Regions from separate parts of the Rattus norvegicus genome. Here region 2 is linked to region 1. A link is a contact called in public Hi-C data. All regions are on one chromosome and are shown on one strand. Each heading gives the region's core, a stretch centred on a gene start, on an enhancer-like site or on the middle of the called end of the contact. The rest is flanking DNA. Distances are from core to core; before and after follow the strand shown.

Region 1 (4,751 bases), core at 729-3,228:
TAACCTGAGCCCATGTTTACCGGCTTTCATGCAGAGCTGAGCTGTTGCCATAGAAACAGAAGCACCAGCCTTTCCCATTCACCCGACATGTGTAGCAAGCACAGCTGCGGTGGTTTTCTCTGGTCTTGTGTCAGTGTGCGTGTGTGCACATGTGTGTGTGCACACACGTGTGTGTGCACATGTGTGTGTGCATGTGTGTGTGTGTGCATGTGTGTGTGTATATTGTGCATGCACTCACACATGTTAAGTTTCAGTGCATCATCACAGCCTGACATGGAGTGCATGAATTCCCACTTCAATACCCAGACTCCACTCTGCCCACTTTGTTGGAGGTCAGGAACACCCCTATTCCTGAGCACCAGCCTTTGAGCACAAATCAAACTTCAATGTGCAAGTGCATTTCCTATCTTGCTTCAGACACAAGGCGCGGTCAAATACTATAACACATAGAACCATGAAATCGTAACAACTTGCAAGCAAGTGGTCCACCCTGAGAGTGCTCTAGAGTGCTCTAGATGGAAGTCACACATCTCCGGTGAGGCACACAGTAGGCCTGCTGCTCCTCTGAGGATGGAAAGAGAAAGGCCAGGAGCCTATGCTCTCCTGTGTCTCTTGCTGGCAGAACACTTTTCAGCTCACTCTGACCCTGCTTCTGCACAGAATCCAAAGGTCTGAACTCAGCCAGCACAGTTCATCTGCAGACACCTGAGGGAACATTCACCCACTGGGACAATCTCTCCTTTCTGCCAGGATACCTTCAGCTAGTTCTGCCTCCAGCTTTCCTTGGGACTGCACATGATGTGAAAGTCATTTGAAAAGAAATTCCTGCAAATGGCAGAGTGAAATTTCCAAAAAGGCTCCAGGCACGGAGACAGGAGGCCTGCTCTCTAGCTTGCATCTGCCTACACAGGCCATGTGGCCTTTGATAGGTCATTTCAGCTGCTGGGCCCTCAGCGTGGTCCCTGCTGGCCCAGTGGTTTCTAGGTGATAGATGAATGCTGGCCACAGATGCCTGGCTGAGCTCTTTACAGCCACTTCTGAGGCAGAGAATCAAAGCTTGGCCCTGTGAGTGGGACACAGGAGGAATGAAAGGTGTCCCCTTGCTTTTTTTCCTTCCTTCTTTTTTTATTCCCTCTCTTTCTTGCTTGCTGTTAAGCTCTTGCAAGCTTATCTTTTGGTTGGGAACACGCTGTTCTCTCAGGCTGCCAAAATAGCGTGAGCAGGAGCTGCAGCCTCTTCTGAGGTGGAACGAATTCCTCATCCCTCTGCTTTAGTCATTTTTGCCTTGGGAAAGCCAGCAACTGCCTTCTCCAAGAAGGCGGCCTTCATACAGAAGAGAGATTAATAGAAGCTGTGGGGTAAACAGAGTAGCAAGTTCGGAACAGTTCGGTCTGTCACGGTGCGCTGCAAAGCTGGGAAGCTCACCGCTGGCCAAGCTGGGCCGCAGTGAACCCCACAGACCAGCCCCAACGCTCACCACAGCCAGCATCAAGCCACAGAGATCCACTCTTCCCAAGCCAGGTAGACAGACACTATTGTGCCTTCAGCAGGGCACCCCACAGCAGCCTTCCCAGAGCTTCTGAGTAGCCAGGTACCAGCCCCGAAAAGCTGTCTCCCGGTTCCTTCACCACACAGGCAAATGGCTGAGGGAGAAGACCGGTTTAAAGTACTCTCTGGTTGTGGGGCTGGATTCCGGTTTACTAGCACGTTGTTTTGAAAGCAATTTTAGAAGCAAGATTATTTTGAAAGTTTACTTACAAGTTCCTCTTTGGTTCCTCCACAAGCACAAAATATGATCTTCTGGAAGCTCAGGAGGCTTAATATGGGTCAGGGAAAGGGGAAGCAGACATGAGAAGGTGGACCACATCACCCTGAATCAATCTCTCTTCATTTCCTCCACAATGTGACTAAGTTATTTAATGTCATCAAGGGTAGAAACTGTATGAAGGAAGCCCGAGTTTCATTCTAGCACTTTCCTCAGACGACGTTCCAGACATTAGCGCTAGGAAATACTGTAATAGGATGTTTTCAATACAATGAGTTGTAGAAATGAGGATTCCCCTTCTCTTTCTTCCCCTTTCCTCCTTACTCACCCCAGCCATGGGGAGAGACAGACTGGTCTCACCTTCAGACCCCATCCACAGCTGAAAAGTCAGATTTCTGGATGAGCCCAAGCTCTGAAGCCTAGTAGCTGCTTCAAGACTACACACAGAACTTATCAGCTTAGAAATTTAGCTCTCTGACTAGAAAGATCATTGTTGTTCAAGGGATTTAGAGAAGTCGCAAAAACTTCATATAAAACTAGTCAATATGTCTGTGAAAGCTTAAATTTTACAATTCCTAGGCAAATTCAAGCATCACTGGAAAGGATGTTGCCTTAAAAATTATTACTAATAACAAATGTTGTCATATGAAAGAATGAAAAGCTGTAGAAATGTCAAGGTATCAAGTCTTATTTTCAAAGTTATTACCCATGTGCATTTACAAGCTTAGCAATATTTCAAAGACACACCCATATATCAAGAAGTGACATTTACAATTAGTCTCCTGATTAAATTATCGATTTTCTCTCTTCTCAAAATGTTTATTTGTTTCACATATGCTATCCTGACTCTTCAACAATGCCAACAGTTTTCTTGTCTCCTTAAAATTTTGGAAGTATCATTCATTTTGATACAACTGATAGATCAATAAGTACTTGTTGAAACTCTTTCAGATGCTGAGACACTGAGAGATGTAAAAACCAAATAAAATTCCAAATTCTGATTTTAAAAGGCTTGTAATTTATAAGAGAAACAAATATGTGTCTGCCTACTATGTATATGTGTATATACGTATATCATATATATGTATATATATGTATCTACTTATAGATGCATACATATATATATACATATGTATATATACATATATTTTGGAGGTAGGACAGGTTTAAGGAATTGGTTCATTTAATTGTAGATTTGTAATTCCAAAATCTGCACCCACAAATATTTTTTATTTACTAAAATTTTGAGAGTTTCGTTCATTTCGATTCAGTTAAATGTAATTCAGTCTGTCAAGGGCAAGTTGAAAGTGTGAGAGAGAACTCAGAGACCGTGCATCTCTGTCTCATCTGTCAGGAAAGAGTTGACGTTGGAGCCCCCGCCACAGGTGGTTTCTTTGCAGAATTATCTCTTCCTTACAGACAGCAGTCTTCTATTCTTCAACTGAGTAAATGAGGTCTGCCGTTTTGATAGGTACTTTATGCAAAGTTTACTGATTCAAATGTCAATCTCATTTTTTAAAAATGTCTTCATGATAATGTTTAGGATGTTTGGCCAAAACACTACATGTAATGACCTAGCTAAATTGACATACAGAATTAACAAGCACAACCAGACTGGCATAAATGGAAAAGAAAAATAAAATATAGAGGTTTCTTTGTTTAGTAGCTGGGTAAGAGCAAGAAAAGGAACAGAGGTATCCTGGTCTTTCTGTTGGAGCCATTTACGAATAGAAACAATGACTCAGGTTGTCGGGTTAAGACACCCATTTACTCTGATGTAATTCAGGATGTAATGGGTAAAGACAGGAAACTGAGAATTAGCCAGACAGCACAATTTGGCCTCCCCAACAACAGGGTCACATTGAACTTGAAACTACGGAGTAAATGGACTTTCTGAAGAGCACCCTATTGGGACAGGGGGTGGGAGAATAAAGGTCCCTCTCTTTACTAGGAGTGGCCCTAGGAGACCATTTTGCACTTAGAAACCGGGTTTCCTGGAGCAAAGCTCTGGAGCCAGTTGCTCTGAGCGGTGAGTTCCTGCTGGGAGAGCTGAGGCGTGGGAAGATGGGCTCTCCAGCTAGGAGCACACGTAAATAGTCAAGAGGATTGACTGGTAAGAGTGGAGCCAGCACGGAAAGGCAGAAGAAACACCATAAGTTGAGGAGAGGCACATGTGGCCCTTCCTGCCCGGAAGGACTGATCCAAAGCAGTGATGGGGGCCCCAAGTGAGGAGGGTCTAGCAGTGAAGATCTGAGGGAGGAGTCATGAGCGGGGAAGAAAGAGGAGACGCAGGGGATGGCCCCAATCTTTGAGACTAGGTCTTTAATGCTTTGGGAAGAGCCATTTCAAAGTTAGAGGGGTGAATCCAAGAGCCAGGAAGGGCAGAGTCTTCGGAGGGGAGCAGTTCCAGGAGTGAGGAGGAGGAGTAGGAAGACCAGGGGTGGAGGTGGGGAAGGTACAGGAAGCAGCCTGGCAAACAGTGAACACTGGGAAAGGCTTTGTAAAGGAAGAACCAGCGCAGTGAATGCTGGGAGGGGCTTGGTACAGGAAGTACCCTGTCAGACAGTGCACACAGCGAAGGGGTTGGCATTGTTTGAAGAAGTAAGGAAGAAAGTGGAGGATGTTTCCAGGTCTCTCAGCAAAAAGGCACTAGAATCCTGTTATGCTCGGGGAAGGGAAGAGGTACAGATTGAGGGTTCCTTCAGGGCAGTCTGGAGCAGTTTTAATTATGACTCTCCAGTGCCTCCAGGGAGTTTCAAGAGTCCCTCAAAATTCCCAAGATTTGGAGTAGGACTAAATGGCCACGTGAGCTTCCACCTTAAAGACCCCTACAAGTGGGTTTTACTTGGAGTAGAGGAAAGGAGTGTGGACATCTCAAGCTGTAAGATCCTGTGACTCTAGATCAAGCTCCTGTGACTCTAGAAAATAAGAAAACTACGCCCAGCTGTGGCTCTGAGCCAGGTCAGCTCCAGTGATCCTTAGTGAC
Region 2 (4,801 bases), core at 1,025-3,524, 81 kb before region 1:
ATATTTTTGTTATCCAACTGAAGACAGAAAAATATTATCAAGCTAATGAAATGGCCCAGTCCTCTTTGGAACTTTTATTTGACATTTTAGATTCTGTATGAATTTTTTTCTCATATACCATAAAAATTTTGTACTAACATGCACAATTTGTAGAATATGGAGAAAAGAGAGAGGGGGTTGTTGGGGAGGAGGCTTCATGGGATAAGGGATTGGATGATCATTTAAACAATGAGAGAGAGTGTTTTGCATAGTTCACACACGAAGGGAGAAACAGGAGTATCTAGGTCAATCCCAACACCCATTTTCTCTATTCCTGGCCTGCTTATTATGAGAAAGGTACTCAGTTGGGCTCTCTGTTCCCAGTCAAAATGTATGCAGATGACCTCAGCTGGGACATTTCTAATGCACCACAATATTTTTAGCCTCACTGCACACATCATCCACAGCTCTGTACTGTCCTTAGAGATGGAGAATGCTCACCATCGTCACCTCCCACCTCTCCCTGCCCTGCACACTGAATTCTAGCGACTCCTGCACACCTGTTCACAGTGCCACACCATAGTCTTCCTTTACTTTCTGAATCTTTGTTATATTGTTAAGGTGCATTTTAAAAAGGAATAGGGGATATGATGATGGCAGAGAGACTCCCCCGGGGTCACACTGACAGAATGGCACTATTGTCACAGTCAATGAACTGATATCCCTATACTATGAGTGGCTAGAGCCTATCCTGCATTCAGGTTTGCTCAGCTCTTAACCCAGCATTCATTTCTGTCCCAAGATCCCACCCAGGATCCCATATTAGATCTGAGGTTGGGCTGAGGTGTGGCAATTTCTCTACCTTTGCTTTTAATTCCTTTACCTGTGATAAGGAATTATATTCAAGTATGTTGGAGAATGTCTTTGTTGTGCTTTTCTTTCTGATGGTTTTTCTCCTACCCAGCCACAGGTTTGGGGAACAAATAAGACAAAAGTCTCACTTTCCATTAGTCATGAAGAGTGCATATAACAGAGGTAATATCACACAGTTGGTGTGCGCTGGGTGCCTGGCTGGGTCAGTCTCTGCCAGGCATAGCAATGGTCCAGCACCTGCTTCTTCTGTATGGCACTTTTGGAGAGGAAGTTACTGCACACAAGCCAAACCTAAGGAGTGAGGTGCTATGCCCTAGACCTGTGCTCGAATTGGTATTTTGGAACTTGGGCTTGGTCAAGCTCAGCACAGTAGAATTTCAGCAAATGCAGTTGAGCAAAGTGGAAGAGACTGGCCTTCCACAGTGCACAGGAGGCTGGGGGGACTTGGCAGTGGCTGGGGGACACTGGGAAGACTGCCTTCAGCAACAGATGTGCTTCAGAGAATGTCAAGGAGAGCATCTCCTCATTTGTGCTTTTAATTACTGTACAGGATCCTTCAATGATGAACAGAATGGAAGGATGCAGACACAGATCAGTAAAAATGAGCTTTTCTAAGTGCAGGAGGATGTCCTGTTTCGTTCTTTTTGTTCTCTTGAAACAGACTTTGACTTTTGAGGTTGAGAGCGGTTTGTCAAGCAGAAGTAGCTGGGGCTTGAAGAGAACTGCTCTTGGGTGCTCACAAACTCTCTCTGAGCTGCTTCACCTTGGAGCCAGGTTCTGAGGGTGGGGATTGTACAGGTCCCTCCTTTGAGAAACTGTCAGTCCAGGGAGAGGAGAGGGAATATAGAATGAGGTGGTCTCAGTCTCAGAAGGGATGCGCTGCGGATACTGTTAGAGAGGTTCAGAGCAGAGAGATCCTGTGTGAAAGAAGAGAACGGCGTGCTGTCACACAGGATGGGAGTGGGTACAGCATCTGTATCTGAGAGACAAGACTGAGGCAGAGGCCGAGTGAACTGAAGCACCAGGGAGGAGTCCAGAGTGAAGCAGTTAAAGCTGAGGATGGTGTGAGAGACGAGTCCTGGCTCCAGGGAAAAGGAAGACAAGGCAGTCACTGTCATAGACTAAGGTGAATGTTAACAAAGTTAGCCTTGTGGAAAAGTATTATTTAATCAAGGGAAGAAATAGATTTCTCTAAAGGAGGATAGTCTGTCTTGCGAAAAAGTACTCCCCTTTATCCTATGATGGTAATTTTAACACTAACTTCAGACTGGTGTTATGTGTGATCTCTGTTTTATCATATAATTAGACACTAGATGTTTTTCTGCAAAATTCCTCAAATGCTTTTAGCAAAGGTGATTGCCTCCTTTGATTAGTTATTGCAGATGACAGCAATGTACATTGAACTCCGTATCCTGAAGGGGGCGCCCACAACCTACACTGAGCTGCCGGAGCTGCTGGTTACGTAAGGAGGCAGCCTCCTGAGAGAGGAAGGGATTGCTAACGCTTTGGGGGCTACATGGTTCCTAGATGTTTCTGCTTGTTTTTGATTCATGTTGGTTATTAACGGCATGTAGAGAACAGTGTGCCCGCTACATAATCTGCTGCCCTAAAACCGGGTTTCGTTAATGTCACCAAAGGAGGTCAGGAGAAAGGCAGGGCATCCATGCTTTTCTCCGTTCATTTCTTGTTTTGTACATCTACAATGGAGCTGCATGGTTCCGGAGTGAGGCATCTGATGAGCGCTGAAGGATAGTGAGAGGGGACTGGGAGTGGGGTGAGGGGAAGGTTTGGAAATCCTGATGAAAGATTACCTTAAACATAACAAGTCTGTAAAAAAAAAAGTCTTTGCAAAATCAACTGCAAAACCTCTTCTGTGCCATTACACATTTAAATAAAGGCTGCGTTTAGTGCAACGCGAACATCATCAACTATTTTTTTCGTTTTGGAAATGAAGAGTCCCCTGCATTCAGCTTGACAGCTCATTGAGCCACCGTCTATCTCTTGTGACAGAAGTGTGTGTGCCCTACGCTTCACTGCTCGGGTCAAAGCTTTAGATCTAAGGACATATCCCTTATCTACTTATTTGGCCTTTTGTTGGTAGAATATTCTGGTACTTAGCTTAGGGAGAAGAAATCAGGAGTGTGGTTTTTATGTGGCATTGAAACAGAATTTTAAGATGTCATGAGGTTGAAACAGAGATCAGCCAAAATGGCCAACCTGTGAAAAGTCTGATCGGAGAGAGGGGAAAGCCAGCTACTTGCAGGTCTGCAAAGCAGCAGTAGCTCCTGGGCTGGCAATGTAAGGCTGTTCTTTGAGCTCTGGCTCTTTGGTATTCATTAAAGAGCACTTAGTTACTATGGAAACCGTCCCTTTTCAGTATTTATGAGCTACAGGGTATCTCACAGCATCTCAAGCACACAAACACACATTGACTACTGTGTGCACTGAAACATTTGATGAAGACTTCTAGCTGGTCTGTATTCTTCAGAGGAGGCATATTTTTGTTTCCAGTTATTTTGGGTTTATTATTTTTTTTAAACTCAATTACAGCAAGTTTTGACCTTGGATACACCATTCTGGAAGGCATTGTGCTGCCTCTCCTGCTTAATTTCCTGCCTTTTCTCAGTGTAGATAGAGATAAACGAATTTAACTTTATATTCAGTGAAGAGTAATGACTTGAGGATTATGAATGTGCCCTGGGTTCTGCCAAGGAATCTTAGTATGAAATTGATCAGGAGAGGGATAGTTCTTTAAGGGACATTGAGCAATGGGAAGTAAAAAGCATCAAGACCCAAACAGTGATGCCATAGCATCGGGGATGCCTTCAAAGAGCCTGCTTGGCATTTTCCTTGCAGTGGCTCATTGTGTGTCATCCAATTTCTGAACTGTAATTCTTCTCTTCTTCCTCCAAAGAAGTATATGCACACATGTGAGAGTGCACACACACACACACATGCACACACATGCACACACATATAAACACATGCACAAGCACACACACACATACACACACACACTCGCACACACATAAACACATGCACAAGCACACACATAAGCACACACACACACATGGACACACACACATAAACACATGCACAAGCACACACATAAGCACACACACAAGCATACACACAAGCACACACACATGCACACATACACACACATATAAACACATGCACAAGCACACACAAGCACACACACACAAGCACATACATAAGCTCACACACAAGCACACACACACACACACAGAGTTTGTGATTGTTTTGAAAAGCTGAACAGCATAAAGATTTGCTTTTCATACCTATTGCTGACGGACGCTGTAAAGAACTCTGCTCTCAGGCCCCAAAGTTCAGTTCTTCCAGTTCATATGGTAAGGGAAGATGAGAGGGCACACAGGGCTAGAAACACGGATGGTCACAGCATGATTTCTCTGTTGTGCTATCATGATGCAGCATGATGTTGGAAGCTGCAGGTGGGTCTGCACAGCTGTAGCAACATCCTCCACACAGTTGATACTACAGATGTGCATGATCCCAGGATAATTTCTCGATGGATGGTAATTATAGTGAAGTATGTTGAAGTATGAGTGTTGTTGTTGTGGTTGTTGTTGTGGTTGATCCACACCAAATGCAGCCCACTGTTCAGGCACTGGGGTAGTAATGCCCTGGTGGGAGAAGAAATGTTTTTATTAAAATTTTTCTTTAAAACGGTTTGCGACTAACAACTTTGCCTTTTCTGAGCTGGTTGTGACATTAAGAATGCTACTTGGTTGAATGCTACTTGGTTAGTTTTGGTTTTGAAATATTGCTGTTGTAAGGATGCTGTACACAAATCCTCAGCTTATAGGTAAGCAATGCTCACAGTACTCAGTACATAGCAGTGCCCACACAGCAGCAGGGGCCCAGTGTGTGGGTGGGTGGGAGCTGTGGCTAGCCATGGCTGTCCGTC

The links. Hi-C and Micro-C count contacts between places; a contact is called where the count stands out from the background.
Region 2: a contact with region 1 is called in a Hi-C map of frontal cortex, with 1.7 times the contacts expected there. The contact joins the enhancer-like site here to the promoter of Dcstamp in region 1.

What each region holds. Positions count from the first base shown.
Region 1 is chr7:72,689,591-72,694,341 of GRCr8, reverse strand. It overlaps Dcstamp (dendrocyte expressed seven transmembrane protein), which reads right to left and starts at 1,978. Exons shown (of 3, transcript XM_008765474.4): 1 at 1,759-1,978.
Region 2 is chr7:72,770,909-72,775,709 of GRCr8, reverse strand. All of the region lies in intron 7 of Dpys (dihydropyrimidinase), which reads left to right. Among named protein-coding and RNA genes, the nearest start is that of Dpys, 41 kb to the left of the region's middle. Within about 2 kb of position 2,274, at least 37 of the 93 cell types and tissues checked have an H3K27ac peak or open chromatin away from gene starts, as enhancers often do.